Linked DNA regions of Sus scrofa: all the other regions are linked to region 2. The links are chromatin contacts, called in public Hi-C and HiChIP or PLAC-seq maps. All regions are on one chromosome and are shown on one strand. Each heading gives the region's core, a stretch centred on a gene start, on an enhancer-like site or on the middle of the called end of the contact. The rest is flanking DNA. Distances are from core to core; before and after follow the strand shown.

Region 1 (2,700 bases), core at 120-2,619, 92 kb before region 2:
TCAGCACGGCAGGCTGCCCAGCACCAGGCTCCGCTTAGAAAGAGCACGCGCTCCACCCCCACTACTGCCGGTCATCACTCTCCACCACCCACCCCGCCCAGAAGAGGCCCAATCCAAGGGTCCTCGGATTGGCCTGGCTCCCCGGGAGACTCTTCAGCGCCGAGTCCCCTGGCAGGACCGCAGAGGACTTGGGCCTGAAGGGTTCGATTCTGCGCATGCGTCAGAAAGACAGGCGGTGGGAGCGTGATGCAGTCACACAAGATGCAGTGATTTCGTCAACAGTGCAGCGTGGCCAATGGGAGGGTGAGTGGAAAGAAGGATGGTTGCACGGATCAGGTGAGAGCTCATGTTGGTGACATGACCACCTCACAGGTGACGGGGATGTTCAGGCAAGTCCCCTGACTCGCTGAGTTCAACAACATGAGGCGTTTGGGCCTGGTTACCTCCAGGTTAGATTTGGCTCAAGAATCCTTCCTGAGATTACATATCTTACCCCATGCCTGCCCCAGCTCCTGAAGGTCACAGAAAAGAGCCAACAACCACAGGGTACAAATCTCAAGGGACTCGAGGGAGCAACTGATATGAGGACTCAGGAACTTTCCGGAGAAACTAATTTAAAACCTTTTTTAAATGAAGTAATGAAAAGCTTCACCCGAGAGCAATGTCCCTCATTAGTCTTTCCAGGTGGATCCTTGGTTTCCAGAGGCCTGGGGGCTGCTGGGTCACCTGCAGTGGTGAACGATCAAGCTCCCCTGTGAGGGTACTGGGTGGGGTGGGGGTGGGGTTCCTGGCTGAGCTTCAGCCACACAAAAGGCGGCTGCCTCCTCTGATGGTGCCTTTGCTTCAGAGGGGCAGATGGCAGAGCCCATCTCTGAGGCTCAGAGACTTAAGGGGGATGAAATGAACAAGGGACAGAGTAGCCTTTGAACACTGTCAAGCTACCAAACGGTGGCTAAGCAGAGAGGGGACCTTGTATTTTTGACGAGGACAAAATCACCAGGATGGGGAAGGTAACACAGCTTAGGTCTCATCTCCCTTTGGGGTCTTCCTCGGGTGATGTCCTTGAGCTACCAGACGCCCACAGGGACAGCCATCTTCTGGCCAAAAGGGCCAAGGGCACCCAAGGGCAGAGCACGCCTGGCGATGTTGAAGGCCCAGCAGAGGCCCCAGCACTGGGAGGAGGGTACTGAAATCTCCGCCTGAAACAGGAGCCCGGCTGTAAGAAGACCGCACGAATATTCTCCCTGGCAGGACACCCGGATCCTCTCCATCCTGGCTCTGAAACACTAGAGCCAGCGCTCCAGCCAACCCGCTTGAATGCAGCGTGAAAAGGGGACGCCCTCTGCAGACACAAAAGCCTCCTGTCCCTGGCTGAGGGGGAGCACCTGACTCCTCCTCCTCGCATCAGAGGCCTGGCTAGTCCAGGCGATGCTCATGTGTGTCCTTCTGAGCTTTCAGGGTTAGGCGGCCCTCACTGAGCTCTTCTGTGGGAAATGTACAGAGCAGAAGATGATTCCCAAGAAAGCCTACCCTGGGTCTTGGGATGAAAGAAGTCAGGGAGGTAAAGCCCCAAAGATAACGGGACCGTCTCAGAAACCCTACTCCTCCATCGCTAACATGGCCGTGCCCCCAGCTCAGACCTGGTGCTGCCAGGTAAGGAGTCTACACAGCACAGAAGGCTGCCTTACTATCCTGGACCACAGTGAAGCATGCAGAGCCACCGCCCCCTTCTGTCCCCACTGGTATTTGTCATCTGGCAGCCTCCAGACCTGGAGGAAAAGATGCCAAAGGCTGAGCACTGCAGTGAGCTCTTGGGTTCCTGAATTAATCCTCTGTGGGACAGAGAACAGGACAATTTTGTGGCTTGAAGTTAATAATTTAGACAAAGCTGTATCAGTTAAAACACACCAGATGACATGAAATTCTGACTCTGACCAAATGGCACCTCTCCCTCTGCATGGGGAGCTGTGTTATGCAGCTCCCAATTCTTACTCATTAGGAGGGTAACTAAATGTTTGGCTGATATTCAGGTTTTATAACTAAACATGCATTTTGTGATCTCAACCTTATGATGCCAGCATGAATTTCAGAGAAAGACACCTGCACAGTCTTATATAAGATGTGTTAGAACATGACAAGCCTATTTTTTAAAGCACACCTTCAAATTCCAGATGAGTGTGATAGCCTTTCAAAGAGCCACCTTACAGGGCTTATTCCAGTTCTGCTGCCTTTGCTAAAAATCTTTTTAGAAATGTGCTTGGAGTCAGACACATAGGAAAAAGTGAATCATTTCACCTTTTTTTCTTGGGGGGGGGTCTTTTTGTCTTTTTAGGGCCACACCCACGGTATATGGAGGTTCCCAGGCTAAGGGTTGAATCAGAGCTGCAGCCACCAGCCTACTCCAGAGCCACAGCAATGCCAGATCCGAGCCTCATCTGTGACCTACACCACAGCTCACGGCAACACAATCCTCAACTCACTGAGCAAGGCCAGGGATTGAACCCACATTCTCATGGATGCCAGTCGGGCTCACTAACGGTTGAGCCACGACGGGAACTCCAAAGAACGAATCATTTTATCACTGATACTTTTTTTTGTTGTCTTTTTGCCTTTTTGTCTTATCTAGGGCTGCACCCACGGCATACAGAAGTTCCCAGGCTAGGGGTCCAATCCAAGCTATAGCCGCCAGCCTATGCCACA
Region 2 (2,700 bases), core at 66-2,565:
GTCACTCGTTTCCCTTCCAGCTTACATCAGGCTCCTGAAAGGACTCCTTTAAATCCTTTGATGAAAATCACCAAACCGTGCGGAAAGGCTGGTTCTTTTCAGTTCTTGGGCAGAGAAGCCATGGTGTCAAGACCTAGAACTTCAAACATGAATATGGCACCTCCCCCTACCTTCAGGGAGCCCACGCTTTTCCTCTAACTCTGAAAAAGTATGCCCTCCTTGGGCAGCGTCTATTAAAACCTAGTGACAAAGTACTTCATAGCCTTGGAGGAAGAGCGAGGGTGGAAACAGACTCTGCCCTTATACTGGATGCCGTGTAACCATAACAACCGATGGTTTAAGTAACCATCAACCCACCGATGGGCTAAGTTTTCCAAAAACCATTTTTGAAAGGGGAAAACTCCCCTGCACCGACTCCCGCGTCAGCCATGCATTCTAGGCAGCGTGCGTGGTGCAAGTGAAGCCGGCGGTCCAGTCCATCTCCGGCCCCACGGTTGCATTCGTGAGCTCGCCAGCAGCACAGCCTACGCCGTCACACCCGCGCTCCCGGGCAGGGCACCTGGCGTTAGGCCTCAGCCCAATGTCACTTGTTAACCTTCCAAACCCTCGGCTTTCGGGACGCCGCCGCCTCAGGTCTAAGGCACGCAAACCACCCACCGCCACCCGCGATTTCCAGGAGTTAGAGGAAAAACAACCCGAGGCGCAGCCAGCCTCTGAAGGATCCGCGTAAAAGTAACTATGGTTCTCGACTTTCAGGCATTTCGCGACGATGGCGCGGGGGGCGGCAGGAACGCGGGGCCCCATTCATAAAATTACAAGCCGTTTTCCCTTAGTTTGCATGTGGGCAGTCCTCCCCGGCCGGGGCCGAGTCCGGAGCCAGCGGACGGCATGCTACAGCGACCCGCCAGCTCACACCTCCAGCGGGGTCAAGCCCAGACCGCCCCACACCGCCCCAAAGGGAAGAAGGGTGCGCCCGAGGGCGTCGCGAGTGGGCGTCCCCGTCAACACCCAAACCGTGACAGTGGGTTCCTGAGGAGCCGGACCCCCGCGCCCCGCCGCACTAACGGCCGCCAGCCCCGGGCCGCACGCTGGACCCAGTGAAGCCGGAGCCACCCAACCCAGGCCTTCTCAGCGGGCGGTCCCTCCACCGCCCCGCCTGGCCCCGAGCACGCTCACCCTGGATCCACTGGCTGCCTCATTGTAGTGCGCCGGCGCCCGTACTCCACGGCCGCCTCGGCTCCGGCTTCGGCTCGGGCTCCCGCAGCCGTCCGGCCGCCCGCCCGCCCCGGGGCACCGGCCGCCCCGCCCCGCCGGCGGATCCGCCCCGCGCCCGCGGCCGTCGCCTCCAACCAGAGGGCGGCGGGGGCGGAGCAGGCCGCGCGCCAGGCCCGGCCAATCCAGCCCCTACCCGCGCGCCGAGGAGCAGCCGCGGAAATGGGCGGGCGATTGGTCAGGCCTGTTAAAGGGGCCGCCGTCCACGAGGCCCGGGAGAGGGACTGCGGCGGCGTTACCTGGAAGAGCCTGGAGTGGAGGGGTAAGAGCTTCTCTTCTCTCCCAGGCCAGCAGCCCGGCTCTTATCAGCACTTTGTACTTATTAATTTCCTCCTCCTGCAACCTAGCAACAAGTAGAGATAGAACCTGCCTCTGTCAGAAGAAGAAACTGAGGCTCGGAGAAGCAAGGGTCTCCCGCTTGGCAAATGGACTCTAATTTGAGGTTTAGAGTGCTGTCAGACACATCTGTTCCCGTGCAATCCCAGATATTCGCCTCACCCTGCAGGATTTCTAACAGACATTCCCTGTGTCTGGAATGGAACTGGGGAAAGTATACATTTCTCAACATCCCTCCCCCGCGGTGATTCTGATGTAGGTGGTACAATAGCCACACTCAGATATATATTTCACAGTCCATCACTGTAATGAAATTCTGCTTCAACTGCCACAAATAAAGATAACCTCTTTTTTTTTGTTGTTTTCATTCTGAAGATCAATAATATATGTTTAGGAAACTTGCTGGGCTGGAGGCTGCCTACTGAGAAACTCAGAACATTCCGTGAATGGGTCATACTAAGACCTGAACTTGAAGGGCACGGGGCGGGAATGAAGCAACTAGCCGGTCTTGTTCTCTGACTCATGAGACAATGCTTAAATGCTTTAAGGGCAAACACACCCTTCCTCGTTGCCATCACCAGGCCCAGTTATAACCCTTGCCCTTCTGGAACTTGACTCCCACACCATCAAGCCCTGCTCACCCTCCCAGACACATTCCTCTCCCCATCCCCATGTCCCAGACATACATCTGACCCAGAAGTCATGATCTGAACTTGAAAGTCAGCTCTTCCACCAGAACCCGCAAATTGAACAACAACCCCCCTTTTTTTTGCTCTGATATCTGATGAATGCTGTGTTCACCAGCAACAGCTCCACACACACACATGAGTTAGCCTCATCGGGATGAAGTCTCTGGGTTGCAGACATCACTGCCTGGGATCACCATTTGCTTCCCCTTGGCCTTCCCAAAGAAAAAGGAATCCTTGTTTGAAATGGAGAGGGCTCCAGTTGTGGAAATCTGGAAATGTGCAACATAGACAGTTAATTAATAGAGAAACAGGAGTTCCTGACGTGGCTCAGTGGCTAACGAATCCAACTAGGAATCATGAGGTTTCAGGTTCCATCCCTGGTGTCGCTCAGTGGGTTAAGGAT
Region 3 (2,700 bases), core at 154-2,653, 75 kb before region 2:
TTTTGGGGGGATGGAGGTGTTAATTTAAAGAGGTTATGAGAGTTCCCATTGTGGCTCAGCGGTTAACGAACCCAACTAGCATCCCTGAGGATGGGGTTCAATCCCTGGCCTCGCTCAGTGGATTAAGGATCCAGCATTGCTGTGAGCTGTGGTGTAGGTTGCAGACATGGCTCAGATCCCACATTGCTGTGGCTGTGGTGTAGGCCAGCGGCTACAGCTCCAATTCAACCCCTAGCCTGGGAACCTCCATATGCCGTGGGTGCGGCCCTAAAAAGACAGGGGAGAAAAAAAGAGGTTATGATGTCTGAGATGGACAAAACCTGTCTCGAGACAGTATTCAAATGTGCAGTTTTGAATTGGTGGTTGCTCATGTGGTGGTTGGCCTCCCGATCAGCCTGCACAATGCTACTTGGCCATGAATGTAGCCAAAATTGTGCGCCTTTGCCCCAGTCCTTTTTGTCTAATTGTCATCCTAATACCCAGTGTTTCAGGATCACGCCCAGTTTCCATGGGAACAGGAGTGGACATGGAGCCAGGCGAGTGAATGCAGACAGAGGAACACGGAGACCCTCCTGTGCCAGTCTAGCCTCCCACCCCATCCCATCCTGCTCCCCGGAGCCCCCGCAAGGGCCTGAGGCGGGACCTAAGACAAGGAGGAACAGAAGGAATGGGGTGGGGGTGGGGGGTGGGGGTGGAGGTCCTGAGAAAAGCTTGGCAGGGGTTCGCGAAGGCAGAGGGGAGATGAGCAGCACATTTCCTACTTACTCACTTGAGCACCCAACTCCAAGATTCTAGAACATTTCTAACAAATGTTCCCTCCCCACCCCGTCCGTGCCCAGATCTCTGATCTGAATGAAAACTCTCAGGACCAGGCCCTGGAGAGGCTTCCTTCCTGTCCTGTGGGGAAAGGCAAGGCCAGCTCACGCCCCTTCCCGCTCTTCCCACCCAGCCTCTTCTTTCCAGCCAAAGGGCACCGAAGCGAGATGGGAACCCACACTGTGTGCTCTCACCCTCCTGGGAAAACTCAGCTGGGGACTGGGTGTTCTCTAGCTTGGTGGAGGCTGAGTTAGAAGCCTCATGCAATAACAGCAGCATTTGCTGACATGGGCACAGGGGCCATAGCTGCTGAGGGCTCTGAAGTGGTGTCAGAGCAGCTGGCCAAGGCCCAGGGTGTATTTGCTGCTGGGCAGCAACTCAGCTTGCTTTAAACCCATCACTGGGTACCAGATACACACACAGGGCCGCTTTTCCACAACATGAGTCATTATCACGGGTGAGGGTGACAGTCTGAGATGGCAGGGCAAGGCCAGCCAAGAGCTCTCCATGTGGCAGGCCTTCAAGGAGACCGGGAGACAGGGAATCTTTGTCACAGGGCAAAGCTCAGGCTCCTCCAGCCATTCTGACTCTAGACTAGCTGTTAACCAATACTCACTACTAGGTTTAAGGACTAGCCCTTCCCAGGGATACTGTGATACTTGGTGAGAGTAAAGTCCTTTTGGCAGGAGTGGTGGCAGGTTCAGCATTATCTTGCTGCCTTCCTGCTTATTCCATTGCCAGGGTCCCTCTGGCCTGCAGGGCGCTTTCCAGGGGAGCAGCTCAGGGCAGGTGGAGGGTGGGAGGTGCTGAGACTGGCAGTGAAGGGAGTCTCCAAACTGCTGATGCTGCTGGGTCATGGCCACTTTTCTCCATCCTAACCTCCCAGCCTGCCTGACGTTAAGAACAAAAAGGAGTTGAAGTTTGTGCCCTGCAAAAGCCCCCATGGCCAGCAAAGGGAGAAGATGGAAATGAAAGGCTTTCCTCAACCTCCTGTGGGTAGAGGGAGCTCCCGGTTCTCCACCAGGAGTCGGGGCAGAGGCCCCGTGAACTCCCAGAGCCAGAGAGGAGCGTGGGGCACTGCCCTCCCCAAGTCTGGATGGGAACACGTGTTAATGGGGAAAGCAGTGTCCCATTGGGAGCTCAGGCGGGCCCTGCTTTGTCACACAGTGCCAGGACCTGCAGCCCTGCTGCTGAAGGACACAGTCTCTGGGAAAAGAGCTGCAACAGCCACACCCTGTGCCTCCGCCCAGGAACTCAAGCCTTCCATCATGTTCCAAAAGGGGGAGGAGGCTGAGTGAGCTTCAAGTTGGCTGCTGGCCTCTCTTCTCCAAACCTGGAGGGTCACGGCTGCTTCCTGCTCACCCGAGGGACCTGGCTAGCAGACCATTCAAGGCTCGACTCACCCAAACAACATAAACAGGCCGACCCTTGTCAACAGAGCCCTCCCAACCCCCTGGCCCGACTATTCCACCTCAAAATCGCAGGCAAGCCGATGCTCCATCAGGGCCCGGGGAAGGGAGGACACTGGGCCATGGTGGCAGAGAGCTGACGGGGCCAGGAAGGCTCTGTCGCTTAGCCAAAGGAAAGAGAGGAATCAAGGCTCCTCCATGCCCACACTTCCCTTCTAGCGTGGTACTACCATAGCTCACAGTTTTCTAAATCTGGAGTCCTTGAACTCTCTGAAATCGTGGGCAAATTTCTGAGTCACAGTGCATTTTTCTAGGGAAAGGATCCATATGTTTCTGCTTCTCAAAGGGTATCTATGACCCCAAAAGATCCACTGACTTAAGCAGCTGAGTGTGCAAGTTCTTGGTGGAGACCTGGGGGCCACAGCGACTCTTCCTTGGTTGGGTCTTCACTGGATCAAAACTTACTTCTAAGTAA

The links. A called contact is a pair of places that touch in the nucleus more often than the background predicts. HiChIP or PLAC-seq counts read pairs in DNA pulled down with a chosen protein or histone mark.
Region 1: a contact with region 2 is called in an H3K27ac HiChIP or PLAC-seq map of skeletal muscle. The contact joins the enhancer-like site here to the promoter of TEX2 in region 2. A contact is called at or near these places in 4 of 5 promoter capture datasets (fetal liver, fetal skeletal muscle, liver and 1 more), 16 of 47 Hi-C or Micro-C datasets (adipose tissue, blood, embryonic fibroblasts and 7 more) and 2 of 2 datasets of contacts at active chromatin or transcription factors (alveolar macrophages and skeletal muscle).
Region 3: a contact with region 2 is called in a Hi-C map of skeletal muscle, with 2.9 times the contacts expected there. The contact joins the enhancer-like site here to the promoter of TEX2 in region 2. A contact is called at or near these places in 1 of 5 promoter capture datasets (fetal liver), 6 of 47 Hi-C or Micro-C datasets (blood, embryonic fibroblasts, fetal liver and 3 more) and 2 of 2 datasets of contacts at active chromatin or transcription factors (alveolar macrophages and skeletal muscle).

The regions. Positions count from the first base shown.
Region 1 is chr12:14,854,905-14,857,604 of Sscrofa11.1, reverse strand. All of the region lies in intron 10 of TEX2 (testis-expressed protein 2), which reads right to left. Among named protein-coding and RNA genes, the nearest start is that of ERN1, 26 kb to the left of the region's middle. Within about 2 kb of position 1,369, at least 9 of the 83 cell types and tissues checked have an H3K27ac peak or open chromatin away from gene starts, as enhancers often do. A contact at or near this core is called in fetal liver and skeletal muscle, where this site is marked.
Region 2 is chr12:14,763,069-14,765,768 of Sscrofa11.1, reverse strand. TEX2 (testis-expressed protein 2) reads right to left here and starts at 1,315. Exons shown (of 15, transcript XM_021066767.1): 1 at 1,177-1,315.
Region 3 is chr12:14,838,239-14,840,938 of Sscrofa11.1, reverse strand. All of the region lies in intron 8 of TEX2 (testis-expressed protein 2), which reads right to left. Among named protein-coding and RNA genes, the nearest start is that of ERN1, 42 kb to the left of the region's middle. Within about 2 kb of position 1,403, at least 11 of the 83 cell types and tissues checked have an H3K27ac peak or open chromatin away from gene starts, as enhancers often do. A contact at or near this core is called in skeletal muscle, where this site is marked.